2 separate regions of the Sminthopsis crassicaudata genome follow, and region 1 is linked to region 2. A link is a contact called in public Hi-C data. All regions are on one chromosome and are shown on one strand. Each heading gives the region's core, a stretch centred on a gene start, on an enhancer-like site or on the middle of the called end of the contact. The rest is flanking DNA. Distances are from core to core; before and after follow the strand shown.

Evidence for each region. A called contact is a pair of places that touch in the nucleus more often than the background predicts.
Region 1: a Hi-C map of fibroblasts shows a contact between it and region 2, with 8 times the contacts expected there. The contact joins the promoter of PLSCR3 here to the promoter of SLC2A4 in region 2. A contact is called at or near these places in 2 of 2 Hi-C or Micro-C datasets (fibroblasts and hippocampus).

The regions. Positions count from the first base shown.
Region 1 is chr4:296,046,493-296,050,809 of ASM4859323v1, reverse strand. PLSCR3 (phospholipid scramblase 3) reads left to right here and starts at 1,713. Exons shown (of 8, transcript XM_074311792.1): 1 at 1,713-2,331; 2 at 2,658-2,712; 3 at 3,077-3,282; 4 at 3,813-3,855. The coding sequence starts at 2,706.
Region 2 is chr4:295,858,592-295,863,321 of ASM4859323v1, reverse strand. SLC2A4 (solute carrier family 2 member 4) reads right to left here and starts at 3,371. Exons shown (of 12, transcript XM_074311756.1): 1 at 3,263-3,371; 2 at 2,480-2,655; 3 at 887-1,003; 4 at 427-599; 5 at 185-309; 6 at 1-42. The coding sequence starts at 3,311.

The DNA.
Region 1 (4,317 bases), core at 464-2,963, 190 kb before region 2:
AAAAAAAAAGAGGCTATGAAAATGGAGACAAAGTCTAAGATCCTAGAAACTTTTTTTTTTTTTTGCTGAAGCAATCTGGGTTAAGTGACGTGCCCAGGGTCACACAGCTAGGAAGTGTTTAAATGTCTTGAGACCAGATTTGAACTCAGGTGCTCCTGAATTCAGGGCTGGTCCTAGAAACATTTTAAAGACAGAATGGACAAGATTTCCACTTAAGATGGAAGGGAAAGAGGAGGAAAAAATACCAAGATTGCAAACAAATTTAATCTTGAAATCAAAGAATCCATAATAGCCTAAAAAGGAAAGTGGATATCTTGACTTTAGATGTATCCAATAAACCAATAAGAATTATTTATTAAATAGCTATCATGTGCCAGACAAATCTAAAGGCTGGAAATATGGATACAAAAAAATGAAACAATTCCTACTCCGAAGATTCTCAATTTGCATGAGGGATATTACCTGTACATATATGAAAGAAATCGGGTATCTGGTATTCTTTCTTCTCCCTCTCCCCCCCAGAGTTAACATTGAGGGATGTTATCACAGGTTAATCACAGAAGTGCTAATGAGATAACATGATGTTCACACCTGTGAGAACACTTTCTGTGATGCAATTGAAGGGAGCCTGGCCATTGGATGAGCAAGATGAGGTGATGCATCAAATGAGATAATATTTGTAAAAAAGAAATTAGCTAATAGCTGTAATAATAATAGTTAACATTTGCATAGTGCTTACTATGCACTATTCTAAATTTTATTTCATTTGATCCTAACAACTGGTTTGGGAAATAGGTACTATTATTATCCCCATTTTAAAGTTGAAGAAACTGAGGCAATTGGAAGTTAATTTGCCCAGGGTCACACAACTAATCACACATATAGGCCAGATTGGAACTCAGGGCTTACTTGCTTAGTGCAATGCCTGACATATACATAGTAGGCACTATATGAATGTTTTTCGCCCCCCACCATTCCCTACACGAGTCTATTGAATAAAAATAATTTAAATGCAGTTATTAAAATAAATTTGTCAATAAGGAAGGGCACTAGCAATTGGGAGATCAGAAAAAGGTGGGACCTGAGCCAATATAATTCTATGGAGATTCAGGATATTAGAAGTGGAATGGTCTTCAGTGACAATTTGCCCAGTTTATAGAAGGGATCACTGAAGCCCAGAGAGAGGAAACAGCTGGACTGCATACACCTAGTTAGAGCCTCCAAGAACCCAGGTTTCCAAATTTCCTTTCAGGTCTTCTACACTAATAAAGATATATAACCTGAGGGAGTCTGTAGAAAAGGGAAAAATATGGTCTCACATGTGTGGGCTAAAGAGCAGCAGATATGAGTGTGGGAAACGTGCATAGTAGGCATTTGATAAATATGATGGATTCCCTCTTAAGCGCCACGTGAGAATTAGGAAGAGAACTAAAATGCATGAAATGGTTTCAGAAGTCTTAGTTCCTGTATTCACCAGTAGGGGGCGCTGCAGTCACGTGGTGGAAGTGCACAGAGTGGTGACTCCTCCAAACCACAGTAACTTTTCCCATAAAACTCACTCCCTTTCCTGCATCTCAGTATCCCGCCCTCCATTTTAGGGTTGGTCAATTTGCATATCGATATACAACACCCTAAGGTTGGCTAATTAACATGTGGTGGGTGGGCTCTCTACCAGCCACCACTCCTAATCCAGTATGGGGGAGGGACGGGGTACCCTTTTCCTGCCACAGAAGCTGGCCCCGACCTTTCGCTGCCTCTCTTCCCCACCTGGCTCCTCTCATCCGAGGCGGAGAGCATGTGCTAAATAAATACAACTTGACTGATTCACGTCTCACCGTCGTGCTTCTCCCCCTCCCTCCCGCCTCTGCACTACTAGAGTGACTCACTGAGCAGGAACCGAGGTGCCTGTAGGCGCTACCAGAACAAGTCACCTCCTGAAGTCCGCGGCTCAGATGCTTGAGTGTTTGGCCACTAGACCTCAGCCTCGCGGATTTAGCGCAGAGGAGGAGGAAAGAGACCGGCTGCGGGCGGGCGGGGGAGCCTGCCTTTCAGTCTAGCCCTTCGGCCTCTCCCTTCCGCTTCCATCCTCCCGGTTGGCGGAGAAGATCCGGAAAGCTGGGAAGGATGGGACGGGACTCCGAGAGCGCGCCGCGTCCTCTCTTTTCCCACCCTGCCCGCAGGGTCGGCTGTGGTGCTCTGGCCTCGCCCAAAATGTAGGCGGCTGCGCGGTCCCGGGGCTCGCTCGGACCTGAATGTAGTTACCCCTCCCGAAGTGAAGGGCCCGAGCCCTCCCGGGATTCCCGGCAAAACTGGAATTCGGGGCTGCCTATTGTAAGCCCGGGCCAGTGGATTAGGGCGGGGGAGGGAAGTGGAGCGGGGCGGGATCGCAGGGAGGAAGGGAGGGATACGAGAACAAAGAGACGGGCGAGTGGAGGGAGCGGGCACCGGCGTGGCTGGGACCCGGGGCTTCCAAGCCGGGCTGCTGCTTCTCCTCCCTGCCTCCCCCTCCCAAACCCCCGCCCCAGGCCCACGCCGACATTTCTCTGAGTAAGCCGCAGTCCGGCCCCGCCTTTCTCCCGGCCCCACTTTTATGCCTCCGCTGTGTCTCTCTGCTCCCTCTTCTCTTTTTCTCTTTTCCTCCTCGACTCTTTCTGTAGAAGACACTCCTCGCGGGACAGCGACATCCCACCGCTAACACCCCCTCCATGGCAGGTGAGCTAAACTCTGCGGAGGTGACTAGGAGTCCTGGGGCGGGCTGGCCACGGGACGGGCGTGGGAGGGGTTCTCTCCGCGGGACGAGGCCGGCCCGCCGCCGGCTTTCCTTCCCGCTCTTATCTCTTAACCTTTGACCTGAAAGTGGGGAAGGAAGGAGTGGGACTTCTAGGGAGACCCCTCCTGGGACTGTAGTTGAACCTGCTCTCTGTTCTACCTCCTTCGTCTTTGTCTCCAGGGGTTTGTTTCATTGTTTTTCATTTCTTCCTTCCTCTGTGTGTTTCCCCTTAGTTCTCTGGGGGAACTTAAAAAAGGTAAGGAGGTCACTACTCACTGTTTCCCTCTCCATATCACCTTCCCACAGGTTATTTACCCCCCAAAGGCTATGCCCCATCACCCCCCTACCCAGTGGCCCCGCCTGCCTCATATTCCAATCCTGCACCTGCCCCTGGCCACATCGTCAACCTCTTCCCTTCCCCCGGCCCTGGGGCCCCCTTGGAACCAGAACCAGCCACTGTTCCCTTTCTGCAGTTGCCTGGAGTCCCTCCTGGCCTGGAATTCCTTATCCAGGTGAGTTAGCAATATGGGGGAGGATCTTAGGACCACAGAGAGACTTAGGCTCCAGATCACATTATTTCATGTAGTCCTTACACTGGGGTGTTCAATAGGTTAAATCCAAATATTATGCCCGTATTTTAGCTGAGGAAATAGAGATTGTAGATTGTTACTTGGGTGGGATGTAATAGTGATGCAAAATGAATTATATATATATATTATAGTCCTTGGCTTCAAGGAATTTATACTCTGATAAAGGAGGTAAGACCATGTGTAATGTAAGTGACATGAGAGATATAAAGTTCTAGAGAATAAAAAGGAAAAAAAAAACTTTTGAAAGGAGATTGTGCTGGTAAAGAATCAGGAAAGAGTTCTGGGAAGAAGAAGCTAGAGTCTTAAAAAGGATCAATAGAATTTGTACAAGTTGGGGAGGAAGAACTAAAAAGTGCATGAAAGAGAAAGTAGGGAAAATAGCTGGAAATTTAGGCTTTCTCTCTAGCTCTATGGGGTAGCAGAGAAGTGTGTTTGTATGTCTCTCTTCCTAGATTGATCAGATCCTGATTCATCAGAAGATTGAGCGGGTGAAGGGTAAGTGGGGTATGATTGTGCCTAGATATAGATTGAAGAATGGTTGAGGTAGGAGCTGCAAAAGGAAATTTCATTTAAAAAATGAGGGGAGCCTGCATCTTCTTCTGTAAGTCATCTTATCAGCTTCCCGGTCAATTACTCCCACATATACGTATATCTGTGGTCCTTGAATCCCTCAGTTGCATTCTTTTCTAATAGACAATTGGACATTTTCTTTAAAAAAAATTTTTTTGTTGTTATTGATATCTTTTGTTTTTACATCACAGTCATTTTACAATACTTTTTTTTTCTCATTTCCTCCCCTCAGTGATGAATCCCTAATAACAAAGAATAAAAAAAGAAAGGAAAAAAGTTGTAGTTCAGCAAAACTAAGCAACATAGAAACCAAGTCTAATGTTGTTGGCATCATTCCACTATCCTCATTTCTAAAAAAAACAGGAAATTACATTGTATATATTTCAA
Region 2 (4,730 bases), core at 2,122-4,621:
CAATCTCCCCCACATACATAGGGACCAGTCCTGATGTCAGCCCTAGTGAGGCAGGAGAAAGGTCATAAGAGATATCGAAAATTCCATATTCACCATGCCCATACCTCTAGATTCTTGGGTTTGGAGGGCAGGCAGAATGTGTTATTCAAATTCCCCTAAATGAAGAGATGTTTCTGGCGGATACCTGAATAGGCGCCAATGAGAAATCGTCCAAGGATGAGCATCTCATAAGAAGCAGCTGCCTTGGCCAAGCCCATGAATGCTCCTCCCAGAAGAGCCACACCATTATTGACTATCATAGCACGCTTCCTATAGGTGCCAGACATAGAAACACCAAGAGATTTGAGATGGGGAAAGTAAAAGAGTGGTGGAAATTGCCCATGCTGTTACCTCCTCCCCATTCTCACTCCCTTTAGCCTCTGGTACCTGCCCAACCATTGGGAGATGATGCCAATAAGGAAGGACGAGATCATGCCACCCACAGAGAAGATGGCAACTGAGAGAGCCCAGAGGGTGGTGAGAGTGCCTGGAGGGATGGATCTGGGGGCCTCCGGACCTTGACGAGACAGCCATGTTTCATTGTAACTCTGTTCAATCACCTGAAGGGAAGGCAGTAAGCACTGGTAAATTCCCTTCAGAATCTCCACTCTTACCCCTGTCCTTTAAGAGGGGCTCTCTAATTTCCTTTAGCTTCAGGAAATTCCCTTCTCTGAATGGTCCTCTGTTGTGATTTGTCTCCAAAAGAGATCTTTTTTCCTTCCAAACTATACTATACTATATACTTTCAGGATAGTATCCAGCCATCCAAAATCCCCTACTCTTCCCTGTGGGAACCAGGTAGATCTCTCCACCCCCCTGTCAGTGCCATAATATTCAGTCCCCTCACCTTCTGTGGAGCATTGATAACCCCAATATTGTAGCCAAACTGGAGGGAGCCAAGCACAGCAGAGAATACTGCAAGAATCAGGGTTCCTGTGACCCGCTGTCTCGGAGGATCCCCCTCCTACATAGTGAACAGAAAAGGAAACATCCTTGATGTTTTGAGCTAACCATTTTTAAGCTTTTAAACTTCCATCCCCAGATCCATCACTGGGGCAGCGAATGAAGTCAAAAATTAGGAATCTAATATTAGGACCATATTAGGAATCTAATTCAGATCCCAGTGTAAGCAGGAGGAACAAATGGAATCTATCCACTCTCACACATATGGGAACACAGAAATTCACTCCAGCCTTCTTGAAAGCCCCTTCCCACTCCCCTCCCCACACCCAAGGAAAATGAATTCTTGGCCAGGATGAATCCGGCACGGGGTGAGAGAATTAGAAAACCATTTTCCTTTGTGACTAGCTCATGTCAGATCCCGAACCTTTTCCAAATCCTGCTTTTTCCTACCCTCTAAGTAATTTATCAAAATATAACTTACAGATATTTTCTACTGAAGAGAACAGTTCTAATATGGTCATCTAGATCATTAAAGTAAGACTTAAAAGATTTTCAGCTACGTCCTCTTGGACTCCTCCCCCCCCCATACAATGCCAGAGATTTGCTGGGGGTGGGGAGAGAGGGTACCCAGAGGAGTCAGGAGGAAAGGTGGTGGTGAGGGCGAGGGTGGAGGTTGGCAGGATAGATGCTGGCAGCACAGATTGTCTCTCCAGTAGAAACCTGAGCTGGAGGCTGGGGGGAGGGGGGCGCCTTATGACACTCCTTCTCCCTCCCCCTCCCTAACTGTGGAGCCAAAGGGAAAGTTCAGAGACCTGGAGAGAAGCCAGGTTGTGGTGTATGTATGTGTGTTGGGGGTGGGGGGGGAAGAGGGATAGGGACTCATGGAGGCAACTAGCCAAGAGGAATAGGACAGGGCAATCAAAACTCAGATACCCTGACTAAGCCCCCAGATGTCTAGGTCTCCTATACTCAAACGACTCAGAATATGACATGCCAGGCAGTGACCCTGCATATTCCTCTCCAATTCCCCCTCCCCCAACACCTGGTGGGGCCATGCGTTCAGAAAGTGGTATCAATCACACCAGGGACCTTGACTTAGAGACACAAAGAAACGCCCTGGCGACCCAGTTATTTCTTTTTCTAACGAGTTATTCTTGTTACTATGCCTTAGATGTTCTGTACCCCAAGAGGAGTCCCATATCCCAACATCTGAGAGTTGAGGACTTCCTATAAGGCACCTTCACCTGTCCTGCTTCTACGTTTGGTTTTTGACAAATGCCACCCAAACTCTCCCTTCGAATCTCCTTTCACAGCGGTAAAGACTAAAGTCTCAGCCATAGTATAAATAGCCAGAAGCCCCTGATCGCACTCTCCTCCCTTCCCCCCTCCCAATCCAGTATCACCCCCCTACTCACCACAGTCTCAGAACCTGTAGAGCCTGCGCAGGAGTCTCACCGCACTCCAACCCCGTTAGGAAAAGGGGGAACCTAGAGAGAATCCCTTACAGCCCAATTCCCAGAAAACCAGTTTTCCCTACCTCGGACCAGATCTGCTGAAACCCCGACGGCATCTCTGTGACGAAGAGGGGGAAAACTTGGAGGTGGGGTGAGGGTCTACGAATACCAAGAAAGAATTGGAAACAGAACAGAGTCCGGGGAAGAAGCTGGTTGAACTTGAGAATCGGGAGCCAAAGGATGACTGGAGGTAGCCCGACTGGTGGGAAATAGGAGAAAGGAATTGGCGAAAATTGAAAGAAGGGAATTGGAGAAATGAGAAAAAGAGAGGTGAATGGGACAGTGGGAGGGGGACCCAAAGTAGAGGAGCTGGAGAGGAGCAGAACGAACGCTTATCCTACCCAGACGCGGGAGAGACCCGGCGAATCCCCCACCCACCCCCACACACACCCCACACCTAATCCTAGAGTCCCCATCCCCTCCAACAAACCACACCCCTACACACATGAGCCACACCTTCTCGCAACACCCATTGGCTGAGATCCCATACTCCCCCCAAAGTCACGCTCTTCCCAGGAGGCCCAGAGAAACTCCGCCTTCCTCAAGAATGCCCAAGGGGAGGAGCTTGGGGAAAGTCAGGAGCCACTGAAGTGAAGGGCGCTCGGTGCTGTGCCTATTAGGTGCGGGCCTTGCGGTCTGTTCAGGGAGACACACCCCCTCACTCCGCTCTTCCCCTTTACACAGAGAGACCCAAAGTAATTGGGAGAAGACAGTCCCAGAGAAGGAGCTATCCGGGCACTCGTCCTGTACCCGCACTCCCCCAGTCCCCGCCACCCCCTGCCGGTGTGCGGGCTGCGGAAACGTACAAGCGTGGGGAGTGGCGCTCTCGAACGGGTTTTCGAAGGGAAAGGGCATGAGTGGATTAAGTCCTTCTCCCCTACAACTGAGTCCTGGCTTGGGTGGCCAGAACGGGGCGGGGCAGAAAATGACGCGTGCCGGGGCGGGATCCTGGGTCCGGGGGTGGAGTGGCAATGGCCTGAAGTAACCCGCTCTGGATATATTTTTAGCTCCTGTCTTTGGAGCTGTCAAATGTCAGGTCCCGAGTGTAACCCCTCGTCCCAAGTCTTGGAGGTGGCCAGGGTAGCGGGAATGTAAAGGGCCGTCATTGCTGCATGCTTCTCAAGGAAGGACGGGCTGAAGGGCTATTGGCTCTTTCGCTGTTAATATAAGAGTTAGTCAGCCAGCCAATATTTCTTTTGTATCTCCCTACTTGTATAGGGTTCTGGTGCTGGAGTCGGTGGCCCTGAGGAGCAGTTCGGCTTACTGCCTGGGGGACCTGGGCGAAAAACTGCCCCATTGGACCTTAGTTTCCTCATCTGTAAAATGGCGGTGCGGGGTGTGGGTGGGGATAGGATGTTAGCAGTAGCCTCGGATATCCCTCTAGTAGCTCTAAGAACTATAATTCTCCGATTCTTTCCACTTATGTTCCTCTTTGGATGTTACTTAGACATCTCCCCCTCGGTCCCTTTCTTTCCGTGTTTGTCAGTTCGGTAGCTCCCTCTCCTCGTGTCGGTCACTCTCTCGGGCCCTTCCCCCAGGGGCAGCTGCTCGGAGGCGGGGGCCAGGCTGAAGAGTGTGAGCATCAGGAGAGACAGGTGGCTGTGGTCAGCCATCAGCTCACCGTCCCTAGGGAGATATCAGAGCTGCCCTACACGTGTCATGCAGAACTAAGGCCTGGAAAAGTAGACACTCACGCTGACAGAAATAGGCATAAAAAGGGGCACAGTGACAGAGAGAAAAGATATTCAAACTGACTCAACGGATTGGTTCCTGCCTTTAAGTCACTAAGCATTTATTTTGGTAGTGGCTCCCCAATGTGGATGAAGGAAAAGACATATACCCCACGTTGGGTCATCCGAATCATGTCACTGGAGTACCTCTAGCTGCCTCCCTACACTGATGGGGAGAGAGACCAGAGTTAGGAGAAGGGGAGTATGAGGTGGAGAATTTCTCTCCAAAGATGGGGGGCAGGGGAAAGAGGAAATAATGGGGACAGACGCAGCACTAGTGACACCTGGAGGGAAGAGGAGGAACTGGATAAGGAATAAGGTCAGAAAGATTAGGGATTTTATTCCAGATAGATTGGCCCCTTGAATTTTCAGTGTTTTCAGTTTTCTCATCTGTAAAATGTAAAAGTGAAACTAGACTGTCTCAAAGATTTTTTTCTACTTTTGATATCCTTTGGGTCTAGATCCATAATTCTGGTTGTTCTACAATTGGAGCAGCAATAGTAGCCTATAAACCCTATCCACTTGTTTTGGATCTTGTGGACTT